Regions from separate parts of the Sus scrofa genome. Here region 1 is linked to region 2. The links are chromatin contacts, called in public Hi-C maps. All regions are on one chromosome and are shown on one strand. Each heading gives the region's core, a stretch centred on a gene start, on an enhancer-like site or on the middle of the called end of the contact. The rest is flanking DNA. Distances are from core to core; before and after follow the strand shown. Region 1 has its middle 43 kb from the start of CD28. Region 2 holds the start of RAPH1 (ras-associated and pleckstrin homology domains-containing protein 1).

What was found. Hi-C and Micro-C count contacts between places; a contact is called where the count stands out from the background.
Region 1: a Hi-C map of liver shows a contact between it and region 2, with 5 times the contacts expected there. The contact joins the enhancer-like site here to the promoter of RAPH1 in region 2. A contact is called at or near these places in 1 of 5 promoter capture datasets (liver), 14 of 47 Hi-C or Micro-C datasets (alveolar macrophages, embryonic fibroblasts, fetal liver and 7 more) and 1 of 2 datasets of contacts at active chromatin or transcription factors (skeletal muscle).

What each region holds. Positions count from the first base shown.
Region 1 is chr15:107,082,464-107,088,425 of Sscrofa11.1, forward strand. No RefSeq gene overlaps it. Among named protein-coding and RNA genes, the nearest start is that of CD28, 43 kb to the right of the region's middle. Within about 2 kb of position 3,143, at least 19 of the 83 cell types and tissues checked have an H3K27ac peak or open chromatin away from gene starts, as enhancers often do. A contact at or near this core is called in embryonic fibroblasts, fetal liver, fetal skeletal muscle and 1 more, where this site is marked.
Region 2 is chr15:106,994,003-107,000,514 of Sscrofa11.1, forward strand. RAPH1 (ras-associated and pleckstrin homology domains-containing protein 1) reads right to left here and starts at 3,793. Exons shown (of 15, transcript XM_021075323.1): 1 at 3,471-3,793. It overlaps LOC110256919, which reads left to right and starts at 3,047. Exons shown (of 2, transcript XM_021074734.1): 1 at 3,047-3,646; 2 at 3,729-4,022. The coding sequence starts at 3,047. The coding sequence ends at 4,022.

The sequences.
Region 1 (5,962 bases), core at 1,893-4,392, 88 kb after region 2:
GCCGCAGGTCTACGCCACAGCCACGGCAACATGGGATCCGAGCCTCGTCTTTGACCTACACCACAGCTCACGGCAACGCCAGATCCTTAACCCACTGAGCAAGGGCAGGGATCGAACCCACAACCTCATGGTTCCTAGTCGGATTCGTTAACCACTGCGCCACGATGGGAAGTCCTTATTCCATTTTGTAGGTGGGGAATAGACTCAAACTTAATTGCTCAAATTCACCTATACTTGGTAAGGACCAGACTCAGGATTTGAAACAACAGCATTAAGGACTTTAAAGTTCTGAGTGGAATTCTGAAAAGGGAGGCTGTAAAGGTGCAGGTAGCCCAGAGCCCGAGTCTTACCAGGGGTCAGGGGCACCCATTGGTCTTCTAGCCCATTGCTTTTTTCTGCAACAAGTGAATGCCTCTCTCTTTAATTTTCAGAGTGTTGAACAAAATTATTCCTTTTTATATCCTGGAAGAAAATAGGTGAGGATTTACCAATAAAGAAACTTGTAGAAATTTCCTACTGTCAAAGATGCAGACATTTAAAATTTACAGAAGGGTGACCTAAATTACTTGAGCATCTGAGAACTTTCTTTTCACTTCAGATGGAACACTTGATAATTATATGTTTTTGAAGAAAATAATTTGGTTTATAACCTCAGAAATGTGTCTGAAGGTTAAGGATTTTCCTTGTTTTGGAATTGTGATATGTCATTTATATGAAGGTAGTAAGAATAGTTTCAATGACAAAGATGAGAATCTGAGACAACTTAGAAAAATTTATATAAAAGTTTAAATTGCATAAAACAATATTATTTTGGTGATAGACAGTTGTACTCTTTTTCTGGTTCTTTCCTCTCAATTTGATTCATTAGATTTTTTTAAAGCTCTTTTTTCAATACTTTTCATTCGTTTTTCTCCTTCCTTGATTTTTTTCTGCTTCTTGTTTCTGAGTTATGTTTTTGTTACATCTCAGCACATGGCATGATGTTTACATCAAATCCTCCAAACATATTTTAGAGATTGTTAATTGTGCTCTTAGTAATGACGACTGTAGCAAGAACACGTACTCCTCATATAACCAGTTTACTCCTGTAATTGGAATAAATTCTATCATGAAGTGTTTTCTATTGAGAACAATACAACTTTTAAACCCTCAAGAGCCCATTTACTAGAGCTGTAAATAATAGAATTTTAGAGTAATAGAATATTAGCCATGGAAGAGGAGTAATTTTGCATGGGAGAAAACAAAAGCCCAAGGATCTTTGTGCAAATTAGTTTCTTTCATCAGCCAGTAATCTGAGTTGTAAAACCTAAAGTAAATGATGTTTTTTCTTTCTTTCTTTCTTTTTTTTTGGCTGTGCCCACAGCATGTGTATGTTTCCAGGCCACGGATAAACCCTTGCCACAGCAGAGACAACACAAGATCTTGAGTGCTAGGCCACCAGGGAATTCCAGTGATGTCCTTTCTTTATAGAATTGATTAAATGAGTCTGTAATGCCTGCTTCCTTAGTTGATTTGGCTTTGGAGGTGTGCATTATAATGCATGCAAAGTTGGGAATGCCTTTTAGACCCTCTTGTCCTTTAGTTTATAAACATGGAATCACTAGTAAAGAAAGAAGAACAAATTAAGCGTACAGCATGTTTCTTCCAGGTACTTGGGCTCTTTGGCATGAAGCCAGATTACAAGTCAGCAGAATTGTCTTAGAAATGCCCTCAAAGTCAGTGATATTTTATTCCTTGTTGCCTCTAGAGTGGACATAAATAAAAAGCATAGATCTTCGTTTTCCCTGCTAGAATGTCCTTTAAAAGGTGAATGAAATCTTTGGCTCTTTTTGACTGTCTCTGTGTTGAAGAACAAGAAAACCAAGTCCAACCCCACCCACATCCATTGTCTTTGACATGGTTATAGGTTTCTGATGAGGACAAGTCCACAAAGCAAATTCAGATCTAGGATCTGACAGAGAAAAGATTTAGTTCAAAGTGAGTTATGATTACTTCAATAGAAATATATTTTGAAATGTGATTTCTGAAATGTGTCATTTTATGATATGCAAGTCTAGAAGGAAATATTATTCTCCTTCCCCCAAATAAGGTCATATTTCTTTTTTTTTAAATTACAAAAATAATAGGTTGATGCAGAAAATCCAAGCAGAGTATGTAGGGTATTAAAAAAATACTTAAATGTATTTAAAAATAAAGTCATCCTAATACCCGAGAAATATTAACATTTTGCTAAACATTCCTCTTGTCATCCCTCTATGTATTTATTTGGCCCATCTCTGTTGGTATGTGTGTATTTATATAAATGACATAATATTTTTTGTACTTTGTTTTTTACTCAACAATCTGTTATGGAGATTTTCTTTCCTTTAATAAGTATCAAAATTCCTTTTAACAGCTACAGAGCTGCCCATTGTGTGGATCTACCAGAATTTAACTAATCCCCAAGTAATGGACATTAGATTGTTTCCAATTTATGATTATAATAAGCAAGGGCTGAGTTAACATTCATATTCATGTATCTTTATCTGTATCTGAAGAACTGGCCAGTAAAGTAGATAAGTTCCTAAAAGTCTGCTCCATGTCACTTGTTTGCTTTCCCAAAACTTTTCCTTCTAAATTTTACCCATTTTCATTGCTACCAACAGCATCAGAAACTATGGAAGCGGATCTTTCAGTTCAGTAACTTGAAAGTCTTTGAATATGCAGTATTAATATACATGAATTTGGCAAAGGGTGTGAAATGTTCTCACTGAATAGACTGAAACAGATGTGATATTAATGATTAGCAGGCAAAACAAGTCTTTCCAACTGTTTGCCAAGCTGTCAGAAAAAATTTTCTTCTTCCTCCACACTGTTACATGCAATACTTTGTATACACCTCTATTGCAACATATCATTTTGCCTTCTATCTTAGGTGTTTTTCTAATTAAAATGTGAGCTCCTTGAAGGCAGGCTCTGTTTTGTAAGGGTGCTAGGATCTGATAAACTGTGTCTGTCCCTCAGTAAACTCTGTGGATGGATAAACAAGCACAACATTTTCTATTTGCTTCTTTCTCATTTGGCGGCTTCCATCTCCCTCTTTTCTTTTGGCTTTTGAAAGAGAAGAGTAATATTTGCCCAGGGCAAACAGACTTGGAGTTTGGGAGGCAGCATTGTGTAATCGATGTTAAATCAGCCTCCTTTAACTTTTGGCTTTCTGATTTGTAGCTCTATAACCCTGGGCAAATTGTGAAACTCCTCTAAATCCTAATTTCCTTCTCTGTAAAATGAAGATAATAGGTTCAACTTCAAAAAGTAGAGATTAAAGGAGATCATGTTTTAAAACCTCTAGGATGGTGCCTGGTGTAACACTTGGTAAATAGTAGCTGTAATTATTATTTCCTCAAAGGAACAGATATACTAAAACAAAACAAAACAAAACAAAAACCCTATCTGTCAAACAAAATAAGATGTCATTGGCTATTTCGCCTTCCCCTCTAGTGGGCACACCAACTTCTAAACTGGAGGCAACCAGAAGCTAAACATTAATAGAGATTAGGTCTGAGACTCTTAGCAAAATCAGTCTGTCACATGTCTGTAGATAAAAATTGGGGGTTTTATTTTCAAAACTGAAAGAGGTGCTCAGAGTATTGAAATAAGAGAAGAATAGGATTGGGCCATGTAGGAATAACCAGAGAGTATTTTATTAGGTCTCTTGCCTAAAGTACCACATTATCCAACTACTGGGAATTTTTTTTTTTTTTTAATGTTAGAGTTGAACTATCGTGATCTTTGTTCTTTCCTAACCAGCAAATGACCTGTTGTAATGACAACCTTTGGTTTTCAGCAGGCTTGCCTAGTTACTATACTTGAGCATATATGCCTGAGCTAATTTTCCATTTAACTGCTGAGGCTTTAAAATGTGGAAACGCCTCGTGGGCCTCTTCATTAAAGTGTTGGCCTGGTTTCTGCTGCTGGAGACAGCTGAGAAAAATTCAGCATGTGTCATATTTTCAAGACTTTCTTCCCTCCACCTAAATTTCTTGTATATTAAGATGGGTGTAAACAATGAGTGCTCTTCTATAAATCAGTGGCAACAAAGATGGCAACATCTTCTGCACATAGTGAGTGTTGCAATTTTGGGTCAGAGACAACTCCCTTTGAAAAGGCAGAATTAAAAAAAAAAAAAAAAAGATGAGCAAAATATATACTTCAGGAGACCAAATGGAATATCCTCTTCTGTGGATGCAGAGATACACTCTCCCTCTTCCCCTAAGGAAGCCAGATCCTGCATCATTTTTTTCTGCTCACGACTCAGCAGAAACACAATGCTTCATTTTATAGAGGCTGATTACAACACAATGACAGCACTATAATTTCCTTCAGGGTGAAATACTTCACTTGGCTTTAGGCCAGCTGAGCTCAGTGTCACTTAGCACTTCTGCAACTTCTGACACAGGCAAATACCTTCACGTGGGTGCATGCTGTATTCCTTTAGGAAGCATTTTTTAAAACATTGTCACAGCAACTCATTCGAATCAGCAGTTGGGGTTTTGCACGTGACCAGATTTCTTTTCCCTGATGCGGACATTGGAATAGCCCATAAACCACTGAAAGTGACTGTGCCACCCACTTCTTCTGAGGCCAAAGCGGTCATGAAATGAGTTTGGTGTGCAGAGGACCTTTTGGTTCTTTCGTCAGAGGAAACCTATAATTGTAAAATTCCTCCTTGGTTCCATCGTTCACATAGACCTAAGGAGTGTTCCCTTGTCTTTTTCTGATTATGTGGGATGTGGTCAGTCTTGATGTTGTGTTGAAGAAGTTATAGACAGTTAAGTAAACATCTTAAGGAAAAAGCTAAGATCTAAAGCTAGGAACACTTCACATATTTGTCTATTAAGAAAAAAAAGATACTCCCCCCCTCCCCCGACAAAAAAAAGCCTCTTTCCTACCCCACCCCCAACACCTGTCTCCTTGTTATCACTGTGACTTTGCCCCAGGACACTGTCTCTACATAAAAGTTGGGTAATTCTTACTTCCTGAACGGGACCTACCTAACTGCTGGCACGTAATAGTCATCTCCCACATGGACAGGCCCAGTGGCTGCTGTGTGACGGGAGGGGACATATGAGAAGGGTGAGGGAAGGACAGCTGTGGAGCAGGTCTTTGATCCAACAGCAAAGCTAAGACCAGCCAATTAGACATCACATTCTCCTTTGGCAATCTGACCTGACAAGCGTGCCACAACTACTTCCAAAGACTTCCCTCTTTTTGGCTTAGATTGGGGGTGGGATGAGGATAGAAAATGAGAAGTCCAAAGGGGAAAATGACGTATTTGTTTCTTCACCTATTTATTGACTCCAAACAACAAACACTTACTACATGGTCTTTAGGGGATCAGGTGCTGTGCTCAGTGTTTCACATGCAATTTCTCTTAATTCTCACAATCCCATCAAGGAGATGAGTTTCAATCTTCATTTAGCAATGGAGAAAACTAAGCCTTTGGAGAGGTTGAGAAACTTGCCCAAGGTCACACAGATAAGAAGCAAAGCTGGGACAGTATCCTGCTCTGGGGACAAGCCTGTGCTCTTCACCACTGTGCTACACTGCCTCCCTGTGTTAGAACATCTTTAATCTTTTCTCCCCAGGATGGAGGAAGCTAAGCAGAAAAGAAACCTGTTAATTGGTAGATGTTTGGAAGGATGATTTCTTTGTCATTATATTGATGCTATAGTATTTATAGTAGAGTATGTCGAATTGTTACGTTTATATGAAACAGCGAGGAAACTTAAAGAGGCTTGAACAAAGTAATTCAAGCTGTTTGATTCTAACATGTGATTATAATGATCTCTTTCTGTTGGCCTCTGTCTGTCTGGCTTTCTGAAGTGATCTTTTGTTTTGCAGGAACAGTTGTTACTGAGCAATACCAGCTGCAAGGGAACAATTCCTGACATTACCTCCTCCCTGCTCTCCTCTTTCTTCC
Region 2 (6,512 bases), core at 2,543-5,042:
TTAAAAACTAGTAAAGGACTCCAATAGACATTTCTACAAAGATACACAAATGGCCAATAAGCACATGAAAAGATGCTTGATATCACTAATCATTAGAAAAATGCAAATCAAAACCACAAAGAGATAGGACTTCACAGTCACTAGGCTGTGGCTATCAACAAAAACACAAATGTGCTGAGGTGAGGATGGAGAAACTGGAACCCTTGTGCTGGTAGGAATGTAAAACACTACCGCTGCTATAGAAAACAGCATGGCAGTTCCTCAAAAATCTAACACAGAATTACTGTATGATCCAGCAATTCCACTTCTGGGTATATACCCAAAAGAAGTGAAAGCAGGGAATTGATCCGGAGCAGTTACAACACCAAAAGGTGGAAACAACCAAATGTCCATCTACAGATAAATAAACAAAATGTGGTATATACACACAATGGAATATTACTCAGCCTTTAAAAGGCATGGATGACCTCTGAAGACACTATGCTAAGCGAAATAATCCAGATACAAAACAAAAACAAACACTGAATAATCTCATTTATATGAAGTATCTAGAGTAGTCAAAATCATAAAGTAGAAAAGTGTTTTTCCAGGGGCCGGGTGGAAAGAGATGGTAGAGTTTCAGTTTAGTACGACAAAAAAGTTCTAGATGGTTGCACAACTATGTGAATGTCTTAATACCACTTAACTGCACACTTAAAAGTGGTTAAAATGGTAAATTTTATGCTGTATATTTTACCACAATAAAAAAAAAATCTCATGTGCTATTGATTTTATTACAGTGACAATTAGGAATGTAGTAAAGAACACAAACTTAAGAGTTATGCTGCCTGCTTTCAAACCCAGGTCTGCCCCTCTATAGCTCTGTAGTCTGTGCCTGTTTTCTCAGATATTAAGAAAACCTATATCATAGGACAACAGCAAGGATGAAGTAGATTAACACATGTAAAGCACTTAAAACAGTGCATGTCATATAGTAGTTGCTTTTATTATGGGTTTAAAACATTTTAATAACATTTAAGGCAAACATCTGCAGAATCTATGAAGGTCCTCAAAACTCAGTAAAACACAGATAGAAAACCAGTGATTTAACTGAAATTTCTCACTTTATAGGTAAAAGAATTTAGAGTCCAAAATAAATGACTTGCTTGAAGTCACATTTCTTATTTTGCTAATATTAGTTTCCCTAAAATAAGAGTTTGGGGTTAACAATACTAAGGTTGACATTCAACTACTTCAGAACCAAAGCAAAGCCATGAGATTCTATAAAATCTATTAATCGTGAGAGTCATCCACCATGCTAATCTAATAATTATGCATGGGGCAGGAACCAAAAGGTGGCAAAACCAAAAGAAGACAATGCCTAAAAACACCTCTTCCGAAAATGAAGTGTTAAAATATTTGTGAAAACAAATGTTGATCACGAGTTTGAGACACACCCAATTATGTGCCCACTACTGCACACCTTTCAGCCATTTACTCACTATATTATCTTAATGAGACCTCTGACTCTGAAAGATCAGTGGCATTTTCCACCAAACAGAGCTAATATTTATCACAAGGAAATATCTACAAATAATTCTTTATTAAATTCAAACAGAAGAGAAGAGCAATCCAAATAACACAAAATGTCTCATCCAAAAAAAAAAAAAAAACCCATGTAATTGAGCTTTGTAGAGATTTCTGTACTTACTTGAATAGGCTAGATCTGGTTTCTGGATAATTCACAACACAGAAAGCAAAATAACAGAGGCAATCTCTGAAGGTCAGACTCAACAAGAGCTAAAACGCTTTTGAGCGTCTCTAATTTTGCCCTTCCCCCATTGCTCTTCTCCTCAATTCCTCCCTCAAAGGACAGCACCACCTCTACTAGCAACGTCCTTCCCCTACCCATTTACATCAGCTGAAATCCTACCCATCACTAAAGGTTCCACTTAAATGCCTCAGCTTCCTTGAATTTTCCCTCAGTGCTCCCAATTTAGAATTATTTTATTCCTTCGCCTCTTCACTTCCCTATTTTGCACCTCTACTTCAACATTTTTATTATATAATGCATTGCATTACAACTACCTACATTCACTTCTCTCCCCCCCCTCGCCCCCACCTTCCCTCAAGTAAATCCCAGTAATTAACATTTGTTAAACACACTGGTGCCCTGCCAGGAGCTAGGTATTTTGCATACATTATCTTATTTAATCCATTAGACAAGCATCTCCGGAGGTAAGCAGGTGGTGTTAGTTATTCCCATTTTACTGACAGAGAACCATACTGTTGAGAGTTCAACAGCCCATCCAACATCACACTGGTAGCCAATTCCAGTGCTTAAGGAGCTGCTGATTGCCTTGGCTGTGATGCTACAGTCTTGTTCACTCTGTGTCCTCCATCCTGCCTAACAGATAGGAGGTATTCCCTAAATACTTGCTGAATTTAATATTCCTATGGACTCACTACCACCCTTTCAATACCACGATCACGCCCCACTCCTAGCCGGTTACCTTAACTGTACCTTTACAGCGGACTTTACACACAGAGGCAGCCCTCCACATCTCCAAGGGAAATGGTGCAGACAACACCAACCCGTTTTGGGAGGCGAAGTGAAGAACCTTTCAATTCTCTCAGATTTTCCCAACTGCTCTTCCCACAGATTATGAGATGCACACCAACAAGTCACATTTGATGCAATGCTTATAACCCTTCCCAAAAGCTTTTACTTCACGCTAAGCCACGTCTTCATGCCTACGAGCAATGACTTATGCGGTTTCCAGCTCGCACTGCGGGGACACCCTAAGACGCTACCTGGATAAGAAAACCCCATCTTTCAACCCGTCTTAAAACGAATCCTAATACTATTACACTGCCTTCCTTCTCCTCCCTCCACCCCCCGCATGAATTGCAGTTTGGATTTCCGGCGGGAATGCACACAGACACAGAAAGATGAGATTGGGCTCAAGAGCAATGGAGCGATTACTTACCCTGCTTAATTAGCAAGAAGACATAGAAGGTGCCGCCCCGCCTTTCTAAATCTCTGCACTGAACTCATTTACGAAACATGGGGGGCGCCGAAACCCGGGGAACCCCAGACCCCGAATCACTGGTTTCTGCGGCTGGTCGGGGGAAGAGTCCTTTCCTGCCCACGGTCCCGGGCCACCAGCCCCGGTGCCGGGTCGGAGAAACCCAAGCGCACCCTCCCCAGGCGGCCCTGCATCTCATTGTCTCCCTCCGTGGCGGCCCCCAGGGGCTCAGGGTGCAGCCCAGGGCCCGCCGACGCCCACCCACCAGCCAGCCGCCTGCCGGCCGAGGTCCAACCGGCCCGGGCCCGGGCCCCGGCCCCAGCCGCGACCCCGCCCCAGGCTCAGCAGCCCGCACCGCACCCGGATGGCGGGGCCGGGCGCCGGGAAAATGGAGGCGGGAGCGACGGCAGCGCCTCAGAGCCCCGCGCCCGGCCGGCCCCGAGGGCGAGGCTGAGTACTCACCGCGGCAGCAGCTAAGTCCTCCGGCGGGCTTGACTCCCGGAGCGGCCCCAGGCAGCGTAGCCGCCGCTCGCGCTCGTCCAGCCGCCGCTGCCGCTGCCGCTGCCGCCTCCTCCGCAGGCGCGGCGCTCCCTCTCCCGAGATGCCTCGAGCGCCCGCAGCTCCGCGCCGCGCGCTCCGTGACTGACTGACTGACTGACCCACCGGGCGGCGGCGGCGGCGGGGGCGGGGCCGAGCGCGCGGCGGGAGGGACGGCCGCAGCGCCCAGCGGCGGCGGATCCGAGTGCGGCCGCGTCCGGCCGAGACGCAGAAGGCGGGGTTGCGGGCCGGGCAGCCGACGGGCGGACCGACTCGCGCCCGGCCGCTCGCTCCCCCCGCCCGCCGCCAGCCACTCACTTCCGGTGCAGGCAGCCGAGCCCGCCCCTCCCGGGCACCCGCCGTCCGCGCCCCCGGCCCGCGCCCCCTAGCCCGCCCCGCTCACCCCCCGCCCTAGGCGCCGGGCCGCACCCAGCCGGGGCCGCCCGCGCTCCGCCTTTCCACCGCGCGTCCTTGTGAACCGCCTCCAGGAACCAGTGAATCAGAGAATGAATGAGTGAGGGAGGAAAATTCCGGTGCTGTCCCACCCCTGCTTGCCGTTCCTTGGAAGAAGGCTCAGCGGCCTCTGTCCAAGGGCTTTGGGACTCGCTGAAGCCTTGAGCACGTCCATCAAGGACCTATATGCATGCACCTTCCTGCTGGAGTATTCCAGGACTCCAGCAACCCGTCAGATGTGGTCTTAGGCGCTTAAAGGACCGTTGTCGCTGTAGTCTGTGAGGCCTTTTTTAGGAAATCCCATTTTGGCCAACAGCGCTCTCTGTGATTTCATGCACTATATTGGGAAGCTTCTAGAAATTGGACATTTTCATTATTTTTGATCACTTTTAACTTTGAAATTTGCTTATTTTGAGTTATTGATTTCTGTCATCCTCCCGCCCTTATTGAAATAGTTTAGGAGTAAGGTGTTGCCATTTTTCCTTATCATCGAGCTCTAAACGACTCAGTATTGCTTATTTTAATGCAGGCTTGACCTAGGCTTTTCAATTTTAATTTATATCTTTATTTTGACTTTCTAATGTTGATCAAAGGAAGAAAAAAATGGAATTAAAATCATTTTTTCCTAGTTACATGCAGAGCAGATTTGTTGACAGCATTAAAACAATTGAAAAAAATCTGGAGTGTGACCTAGAATTAGTTGTAGTGAACATTCCGTTTTCATGTCTTCTCATCTGCTTGCTGAGTATCTGTATCTTGAATTTTCACAGATAAAGAATTAACTGTGAGTTTCTGAGATCCTAGCTCCCTTTCTAAGAACCAGTGTTCATTTCTCTGTCCTGGGGCCAAATCTTGGTTTGGTTAAAAACATTCCTACTTTCAGATATTCTTGAGGACTTTGAAGTGGTTTGGTGTCTTGCACAATCTGTTCCAAACTGGTACACAGTCTGTTTCAAACTGGTATTTAGAACCAAACAATACAGTTACTAGTTGCATTTCACACTTGAGCTATCTGTACTTTAGAAACATAACTGTAGTTTTGTATTTTAAGTCTAGAAGGTGCTTAACTATTCTTGTGTGGAATAATGGTATAGGCTTTTTTTTTTTTTTTTTTTTTTTTTGGCTGCGCCTATGGCAGATCGAAGTTCCCAGGCCAGGGACTGAATCCAAGCTGCAGCTGTGGCAACGCTGGACCCTTTAATACACTGTGCCTGGCTGGGGATGGAACCTGTGCCTCCACAGCAACCTGAGCCACTACAGTTGGATTCTTAACCCACTGCACCCCTGTAGGAACCCTAATGTTATGTCTTATAAATGAGGATGATGATGCCAACTAGTTCCTATAGCCTTCTGTTCCTTTCTTGTGGAATTCATCATTCATTACCTCTAATTATAATTATTTCAGTAAGTGATGATCTTTCCTAATGAGGGTAATACAACAGTTTATTTGTCCTTATGTCTTCCATAATGTCTAGCACACTACCTTTCCCAATAAATATTTTAAAATTAATAAATACTGTAAACATTTTGATGAGTGATAATTCGTACAAATATGTCTATAGCTTCTCACCCCATGTCCCCCATGACCAGGTTTGCTGGGATTACACACACCTGAGTGCTCTACCTAATAATACCCTATTGTCATCAAATGCTATAACTAGGCTCTGTGATACTGCCCAGAGAAGTTATTCACTTCATTGTAACCTCCTTTAAAAAATAGACCATTAAGTGCTTTGTAGACAGCTCCTAGCTCTTTTTCCTCTCAGTGCTTAGGTGGGTCAAGGCTAATTTGAAAAGAAAACAGGGAGTTCCCGTCTTAGCGCAGTGGTTAACGAATCCGACTAGGAACCATGAGGTTGTGGGTTTGATCCCTGCCCTTGCTCAGTGGGTTAACGATCCAGCGTTGCCGTGAGCTGTGGTGTAGGTCGCAGACGCGGCTCGGATCCCACATTGCTGTGGCTCTGGCGTAGGCTGGCGGCTACAGCTCCAATTAGACCTGCTACAACTCCAATTAGATCCCTAGCCTGGGAACCTCCATATGCCGAGGGAGCAGCCCAAGAAATGGCAAAAAGACAAAAAAAAAGAATGAAAGAAAAGAAAACAGTCATTTTTTAGCCATCAAGAAAGGTGAGCAGGTTCTCATCCAAAAAAATCATTCAATTCAACCTGAGTTTTTTGAGCTCCAACTAAGGCCTAGAAATACAAGGACAAGAAAGACAAGACCAGGTTGTTCCTGCCCTTAAAAACACACAGTCTAGTAATAAAGGAGGCAAAGAAATCGTAATTTGAATAGGGAGTCCATTCCCTGGTCAGGAAAGCCTTTCCAGCGCGGGGGGATTCTTGGACTGAACATTTAGGGACAGAGAGGAGCTAGCCAGAGGAAGGAGGAAACAGGCATTCCAGACAAGGGCAGGTATTGAGGCACCAAAGAGCACAATGACTTAGAGGCTCTGCAAGTAGTTCCATTTTGTCAGGACAAGTCCTGAGAAGAGTCAAAGAGGTGGGTGGAAAAGC